Linked DNA regions of Sus scrofa: region 2 is linked to region 1. The links are chromatin contacts, called in public HiChIP or PLAC-seq maps. All regions are on one chromosome and are shown on one strand. The core of a region is the stretch at or near the end of the contact, and the rest is flanking DNA. Distances in the headings are between cores, read along the strand shown.

Region 1 (4,345 bases), core at 347-2,846:
ACGAAGTCCCCAAAGAGAAACCAAGCCGACTGAAATCAGGCGCACTGGCGCTCAAGCCCGCGAGCCACTCCCACTCACCGGTTCCCGCCCGTGGCCCGGAGCTTGATGTGGAGGGCAGTGATGCCCAGCTCCTTGCAGCGCTGGGCCACGTCCTGGGCAGCCAGCATAGCGGCGTACGGAGAGGACTCATCCCGGTCGGCCTTCACCTTCATCCCGCCCGTCACGCGACAGATGGTCTCCCTGGGGACAAAAGCACAGGGTCCTCTCTCACCCGCGAGGCTGCAGAGTGTCCGTCAGGCCCCAACAGACGCACCGCCGCTCGGGGCCGGCAGGCGTCCCCGCCGGGGACCGGAAAGCCGCGAGCTCTGCGGGGACAGGCTCCAGAGGCCTGAGACACGTGTGACCCGCCGCACCGGCCGCTCCAACCCCTGCACACGAGGACAGCCAGCCGAGACAGCGAGACCTGCCGCCGGGGTGACGCCAGGCCACCAGCGCCCCTGTAAGTGCCAGGACACCCCGAGGGTTTAGAGACCCCCCCCAGGCTGGGAAGCCGCTGAGGGACACACGTGCCTCCTCTTACACCCCGGGACCCGGAGGCCACACCTTCCTTGAGTGAACGCTCGCTCCAATTCTCACAAGAGACCCTCCACCTGCCGCCCAGCCCCGGGGTCCCTTCCCCCCCTTCTAACCCCAGGCCCTGCGAGCGGGGGCCTGGGCCTCTCCTGATACTCACTTGCCCGAGAGATCGGTGACATGGACGAAAGTGTCATTGAAAGACGCGAAGATGTGACACACGCCGAACACGTTTTCCCCTTCAGCCACCTGCGGGCCGAGGCTGATGACCTGCTCCTCCTTCTTCTCCTTCCCCTTGCGCGGTGCCATTTCTGCGGCAGAGGAACAGCCCCGGCTCCGGGAAGGAGCGCGGGCGCGCGCACTCGCTCGGCCGCCCCCCAGGCCGCGCGGCCTCCCCAGCGGCTGCGGCCCCTTCCCGGCTTCGACGCCGCCCTGCAGCCGCCACGTGCAGCGCCCGCCCTGGCATCACTGATCCAGGAACCGCCCACGAAGGGGCCGCGTCCCCTGCCTTCCCGCCCCGAATCCGTCCCAAGACCCCACGGGACCCGTGCGGCAATTACCCCAACTTCCCAGACCGAAAACAAGCGGGAGACCCGAGGCTCGCTCCCGGGACGACGTTCCCGCTCCTCCCCGCCCCCCGCCGTGGCCCGGCGGAGGTGGCTGTGCCCCTGGGCCCGGCCCCGAGCGGACCCCGCGTTACAGGCGGTTCCGAGCCAAAACCTCCGCCTCCGAGACAGCGCCAACCAGAGTCTGCATCGACCCGCCGCGCGCCTCCCGCCCCGCACCTGGCTTGGCTTTCGCGGCAAAACCTCAGGCCCGCGCCCCGAATCTCGCTGGGCCCCCAGGCCGCAGGATGCCGCTCGATTGTCCCGGCCCAGGGAGCCTACCTGCGCGTCGCCTTCAGACTCCGCCACCGGAAAGAGAGAGTGGGAGGAGGCGGGGCGACGGGTCACGTCCGTATCCCCGGAAGTGAACGTCTGAGGTCACGGGGCGAGGCCGGCTGCTCCGGAAGACGCCGACTTTAGCGTTTCCGAGATGAAGACGCCCTCGAGAATACGGTTGATTCAGTGGGGCGCCTGAGGAGGTAAGGGGCTCGGTGTCCCAGCGAGCGCGTCGGCTTCTAAAGCTGCACGAAGCAGCCGCACTGGGTGGGTGGAGCGGGCCTGCGTCCGGGATGGCGGAGGCCGCAGCTAGACGAACGTCCGGCGCCCCGTCCCCGGCCCGGCCAGCCCGGAGGCGACAGCGCACCGCGTGGCGCGGAGGCGAACAGCAGCAGCGGTGAAAGTCTCATCCGCTGTGTTCTGGGCAAAATAGGAGTAAATTATTCAGTACTTGTCGTTATGTACGAGGCCGGGATAAGCGACCGATAGCCATTGATCCATTTAATCCTTACCACATTATCAAAGACGTCGTTTTGATTTTTCTTTTAGTATTATTATTCATGGCACCTGTGGCATGTGGAAATTCCTGGGCTGGGGTCACGTCAGAGGTGCAGTTGCCACCCTATGCCACAGCAACACCAGATCCAACCCACATTCCGTGACCTACTCCGCAGCTTGCAGCTACGCTGGGTCCTTAACCCACTGAGCAAGATCAGGGATCGAATCCCGGCATCCCATGGATACTAGTCAGGAGTCAGGTTCTTAAGCTGCTCAACCGCAATGGGAACTCCTTTCTTTTTTCTTTCTTTTTTTTTTTTTTTTTTTTTTTTTTTTGGAACTCCTGATTTCTCTTTTAAAGAAAGGGATTTCAGGGGGTTCCCGTTATGGCTCAGCAGACCTGACTAGCATCCATGAGGATGTGGGTTCAATCCCTGGCCTTGCTCAGTGGGTTGAGGATCCGGCATCACTTGCAAGCTGTAGTAGGTCTCTGATGTGGCTCAAATCTGGTGTTGCTGTGGCTGTGGTGTAGGATGGCAGCTGTAGCTCTGATTCGACCCCTAGCTTGGGAAACTCCTGTTCTGCCCATGCAGCCCTAAAAAGACTACCCCCCCCCAAAAGGAAAGGGATTTCAGGATTTCCCTTGTGGTGCATTGGGTTAAGGACTCATCACTGTCACTGCAGGGGTAAACGAGTTCAGTTCCCTGACTTGGGAACTTCTGCATGCTGCAAGTGTGGCCAAAAAAAAAAAAAAAGTGGGTAGCAAAAAGTAAAAGTCATCTCTAAGTTCTTTTTTCTGTCGTCAAATTGGAGCATCGTTGCAGAGGTAACTATCTATACTTAATATATTCCTGTGTTTTCAGCGTGTGATATACCGTCTTACGTAAATGAGGTGATATTCTCTCCAACGTCAGTCGCTTCTTTTTGACTCAACGTTGTGTACATCATCCCAGGACAGCCGATAAGATCTATCACATGTTCGTACAGATGAAGTTTTCATTTTTTAATTTTGAGTGTTAAATGTGCTCACGCAGATAAAAAAATTACAGCGTTATCAAAAAATATATTTTATTTTTAATGGTATTTTATTTTTGTCTTTTTAGGGCCAAACCCATGGCATATGGAGGTTCCCAGGCTAGGGTTCAAATTGGAGCTGTAGCCACTGGTCTGTACCACAGCCACAGTAATGCTAGATCGGAGCCACATCTGCGACCTCCACCACAGCTCACGGCAATGCTCAATCCTTAACCCACTGAACGAGGCCAGGGATTGAACCTGCGTCCTCATGGATACCAGTCAGATTCATTTCCACTGAGCCAGGACAGGAACGCCGACATTTTATCATTATTGTTGTGGTTGTTATTGTTATTATGGCCTCACTCATGGCCTGTGGAAGTTCCTGGGCCAGGGATTGAAAAAAGTATGTCTTAAAAAACCTGCTGTCATTGTCTCCAGCCACGCGGTGCTCTCTCTGGCCAACAACCGGTAATACCTGTATTGCCTTATTTTTTACTATATGGTGTTTCTCTGTATAGCAGAACCGTTGTTTATTTAACCAGTTCTCTTTGTTGGACATGTAGGTTATTTCTAGAATTTTCAAACATAAACAAACTGTCAAGAACACACATGTGCCATTCTTTCCTCTGGGTAGGTTGTCAGAAATCAAAAGGAATGTGTATCTTAAGTTTTGACATTTGTTGCCAAACTGCCTCCCAGAATGTTGATATCAACTTGCATTTCTACTAAACACAGAAACTGAATGTATCTCCTTGGTGTATTGTAAGTATTCTATAATTAGTAAGATCAGACACCCTGGAGTTCCTTTCCTGGTTCAGGGGTTAATGAACCCGACGAGGATCCACGAGGATGCAAGTTCCATCCTTGGCCTCGCTCAGTGGGTTAAGGTGCTGTGAGATGTGGTGTAGACTGCAGACACGGCTCGGAGCCGGCATCACTGTGGCTGTGGCGTAGGCTGGCAGTTGTAGCTCCAGTTCAACTCCTAGCCTCAGAACTTCCATGTGCTGTCGGTATGACAGTAAAAAGCAAAACAAACAAACAAACAAACAAACAAAAACAAGAGCAGACACCTCTTGATGATTGTTTTTCATATTTGCGTCTCTCCTGTGAGTAGTCTGTCTGTATTCTTTGGAAGAAAGACCTTTTTGTTCTCAGGTAGTGATTTCCCCAGTGGAGGAGGGATGCGAACGGAGAGTGGACTTGTGTGTTGTCAGTTCAGCTTTGGGTAAGAGTTACAGTCAACAGTCAGCTCTCCGCACCTCAGTGGCGGAAGGCTTGGTGAAGGGAGCGTGGCTTGATCTTATGGCCGAAGCTGGTCCCCACTGTCGCCTTGGGGCAGATTTTGCCCTTGGAAAGCGCCAGAAGCCATCTGGTCT
Region 2 (4,350 bases), core at 874-3,373, 280 kb after region 1:
AAACATAGCATAAGAATTAGGAATTCCCTGGTGGCTCAGTGGGCTAAGGGTCTGGCACTGTCACTGCTGTGGCAAGGGTTCCATCCCTGACCCAGGAATTTCTGCACACCACAGGCACAGTCAAAAAAAAAAATTTTTTTTTAAATTCATTGTATTTTTTTAAGGAGTAATTATTTTAAGGCAGGGTACATCCTATTTGATAATTCTAGAACTCTAGTGCCCTGCAGATGAAAGGACAGATTCACTTGAACATAAATACTACAATAAACACTGGTTTCTTTTTTCATTATCTGCTTATAAGCAGAACCACCTTTGAAAAGATAAAGTTGCTGCTCAAATAGTCTCTAGGAACATAAAATACAGTTCTGTTAACTTCTATTTGCACTTACTCATCTTTAAAGGCAAAATATAATTCATTCCTTCTTGTCCCCTTTCCAAATTATGCTTGTCCCCTCAAGTGCAGCTCCAATACTCAGCTCACCCTTAGAACTTTCTGGACTGCTTCAGCCCTCACTCTTATCATCCTTCCCCAAACCCTAATGGCCTCCATTTCACGCAGGCACACCAGTCAGTAAAAGATGCAGGAACAGACTGAATGTTCCAGCTGAAAAGATCCTTAGAGATTGTGGGGACTGAGCTCAATGATCACCAATGAGAATCTAACTGTGGAGGTGGAGCTGGAATAGGGAAGCATCCTAAAGAAAAAAGATCTGCCAAAGACATAACCACCAAGGTGCTAATGGAAGAAAAAAACCAGGTATATAATATGGCGTTGATTTTTCTCTTATTTAACTGCATTCTCTATTGTTAATATTACAAAAAATATTCCCAGCGAAATTACTACTACTAACATGTAAAATGGCCTATAATATAGGACATATTCTTCTATGTATTTTTAACAGTCCAAGAATCTTCACTGAAGTCCTCTGAATCAGGCTGCTTGGTTTTAAATCCTGGTCCTCCTCTCACCCCCAAATTTCTGGCAGTGTGACCTAATGCGAACATTACGTGTCTTGTTTCTTTTAAATACAATTTTTAAAAAAAAACAGTATCCATCCTATTGGTTTGTACAATGATTAAAGGAGATTATCTAAAGCACAAAGCATACAGAAGGTACTGACTAAGCAGTAACTATGTATTATTACTAATCAGCTTTTCCTTCACGAGACTCCAAGTTACTCAACAGCGGGATTTATGTCTTAACGCGTCTTTTAATCCCCAAAGCTTCCTTAATGAACAAGATGTGCCTAGTGCTGCGAAGTTTGGGGGTTTTGCTTTGCGGTGATTTTTTTTTAGTGGGTGGGGTCTTTCACGTTCTGAGCAATACCACCTCCAATGCCCACTTGTGCTCGTGAAGGCCAGAACTGTACGCTCAGCGGAAGTGCTATATATCTAACACTATGATCTTCTTACAAGACAGACAATATTCTACGCCTTTCACTCAGCTCACCCCATCCCAACCTCTTTTCGGCTGCAAGCCTGGGCCAGGAAACCGAGCAAGGCTGTCGGATGAGGGCCCAGTTTCTGCTAAAGCAGGGGCAGAACTTCCAGGATGGGAGGGGCATGGATGAAAATGCCCAAGGCCCTCCGCATCCCTTCAATCAACCCTGGAAGGAGGATATCTCGCCTAAAGAGAACTGAACTAAGCAGCTTTTCCCCCAGCAACCCACCCAAGGACCATCCCCCCGGAGGCCAGGGTCCCCAAAGCCGAGTTTGTCCAATCAGAGGGCGCTCACGAACCAGAAGGGCCGCTCGGCCCCACCCAAGACCGCTCCGCCTTTTCAAGCGACAAACTGTGTGCAAATTAAATCACAGGCAACTCTGAGTGACGGAAGGCAAAACCAATCAGCACGCTAAGAAAATGACTACCCGCCTCCAACCGGCGGAATGTCCCCGGCAGTCGCGGTGACTAGGAGGAATGCCTTCCCCTCCCCCAACACACACCCCTGATGGGGCGACGGCATTACCTCGTGAGACACACATTCCAGCGATCGCAGCTCGCTGCAATAGCGACAGAAGTAAAGCTGCGAGAGCGGGGCCCGAACCTTCTTTTCTCCCTGGACTAGGTAGAGAACCCGCTCCGACTGCAGCAGGGACGCCATCTTGGAGAGGGAGGAGCCAACGACGCCGCGCCGCGTCACGTGACCCGAGAGCCAGCGTTTCCCCGGCGTCCCTCCCTACGTAGACTTTGACGTAAGGTTGCCGGGACCGCTGGGCTGGGCGCCGGGCGAAAGTGCGCATGCGCAGCCGGAGTCCCGGGTTTCTCTGGGGTGTGGGGCGAGCCTCCCAGGGCTTTGTGAGCCGCAGCGGCTGGTGCCGAGCTCAGACCTTTCGCTCGCTGGTCGCATCTAGTCACATCCAGCGATCTCCTTTCCGTTGTTTCTAACGGAAAGGAAGCTGCCCTTTCGTTTTACTTAACACCGCCTCTCCCACCCTCCCCTTCCAAACATCGGAGTTAGACGGAGAGTTCATGGGACCTGAAAAAGTAGGGTCCACACTAGCGCTTTCTCTGCACATCTTGCCACTGAACTGTAGGAAACTTTCACAGACGTTTCGTCGTTTGAAGTTCCCTGACGGTTCCACGCAGAAGCCCTATCTCATTCATTTTGTCCACTTAGCGTTAGGATTGGGAGTATTCAATTAACTATTGCTTACTGAACGAATGGGGGTGTTCCGTCGTGGCTCAGCGGAAACGAATCTGATAAGCATCCATAAGGACGAAGGTTCGAGTCCTGGCTTTGCTCAGTGGGTTAAGGGTTAAGCATCCAGCGTTGCAGGTGAGCCCTGTTGTTGGTCGCAGAGAGACTCGGATCCCGCGTTCCTGTGGTTGTGGTGGAGGCCGGCAGTTACAGCTCCGATTAGACCCCTAGCCTGGAACCTCCGATAAATAAATGAATAAATACATATAAATACAAAGTTCCCCAAGAGATTCTGATGTGCAGCTGCAGTTGAGAACTGCTAAAGAGACTAACCTGGAAACAACACAGGGATCCTGCTTCTGTGTTTGCCTCCAGAAAGTGGATAGGATGGGAGTTTCCGTCGTGGCTCAGGGGTTAAAGAATCTGACTAGCATGCATGAGGATGCAGGTGTTCCATCCCTGGCCTTACTCAGTGGGTTAAGGATCCCGCATTGCCGGGAGCTGTAATGTAGGTCGCAGACAAGGTGTGGGTCCTGCGTTGCTGTGGCTGTGGTGTAGGCGGGCAGCTGCCGCTGCGATTTGACCTCTAACCTGGGAACCTCCATATGCCACAGGCCTGGCCCTAAAAAGAGAAAAAAAAGAAGGAATGGAACCAATGAATGAACAGTGTTGCTAGGCGTCCTTTACTTTTTTTCTAGCGCATATTCTAAGGCTTAGTTGGTCACAGCGTATGATCCTTTTAAAGTGCTCTTGAATTTGGCTTGTAAGTACTTTATTGAGGATTTTTGTATCCATGTTCATTAGGGATATTGTTCCATAGTTTTCTTTTTTTGTGATGCCTTCGTTGGGTTTTGGTGTCAGGATGATGCTGGCCTTATGAACGAGTTTGGAGGTGGTCCCTTTTCTATTTTTAAAACAATTTAAGGAAGATTGGTATTGTCTTTGAATGTTTGGTAGAATTCACGAATGAAGCCATCTGGTCCTGGGATTTTTTTGGTGGGAAGCTCTGATTACTGATCCAGTCTCCTTAGTCGTTATTGGTCTGTTCAGGCTTGCTATTTCTTACAATATTAGTAGCTTATATGTTTCTCAAAATGTATTCATTTAGGAGTTCCCTTCATGGCTCAGCAGTTAAGGAACCCGACTGGGATCAACACTGGTTTGAATCCTGGCCTCGCTCAGTAGGCTAAGGATCTGGCATTGCTGTGAGCTGTGGTGTAGGTCACAGACGTGGCTTGGATTCGCGTTACTGTGGCTGTGGTGTAGGCTGGCAGCTGTAGCTCCAGTTCGACCCCTAACCAGAAGCACCCATATGTGTGGGTAGAGCCCTAAACAGCAAAAAACAAACAAAAAACCTTTATTCTAAGTTGTCTAATTTGTTGCCATAGAGTTGTTCACAATAAACCTGGATGGTCCTTTTTGTTTCTCAGCATCCACTGAAATGCATCCTGTTTAATTTCTGATTTTACTTTATGAGTCTTCTTTTTGTCTTAGTTTAGCTAAGGGTTTATCAATTTTATCTCTTCAAAAAACCAACTCTTGGTTTTGTGATTTTTTTTCTAGTCTTTGACGTCCTTCTGCTCTGCTCTTGAATAGTTCCTTCCTTCTGCTAACTTTGGCCTTAATTTGTTATTTTTTAAAAAATTTCCTTGAGCGATAAAGTTAGGTTGTTTGAGATAACTCTTTTTTTAATCAAGTCATTTAATGCTAT

What was found. HiChIP or PLAC-seq counts read pairs in DNA pulled down with a chosen protein or histone mark.
Region 2: an H3K27ac HiChIP or PLAC-seq map of alveolar macrophages shows a contact between it and region 1. The contact joins the promoter of DCTN4 here to the promoter of RPS14 in region 1. A contact is called at or near these places in 2 of 2 datasets of contacts at active chromatin or transcription factors (alveolar macrophages and skeletal muscle).

The regions. Positions count from the first base shown.
Region 1 is chr2:151,432,355-151,436,699 of Sscrofa11.1, forward strand. It overlaps RPS14 (40S ribosomal protein S14), which reads right to left and starts at 1,597. Exons shown (of 5, transcript XM_021085027.1): 1 at 1,461-1,597; 2 at 734-884; 3 at 79-240. The coding sequence starts at 882. NDST1 (bifunctional heparan sulfate N-deacetylase/N-sulfotransferase 1) reads left to right here and starts at 1,571. Exons shown (of 15, transcript XM_021085025.1): 1 at 1,571-1,657.
Region 2 is chr2:151,711,800-151,716,149 of Sscrofa11.1, forward strand. It overlaps DCTN4 (dynactin subunit 4), which reads right to left and starts at 2,124. Exons shown (of 13, transcript NM_001244307.1): 1 at 1,968-2,124. The coding sequence starts at 2,102.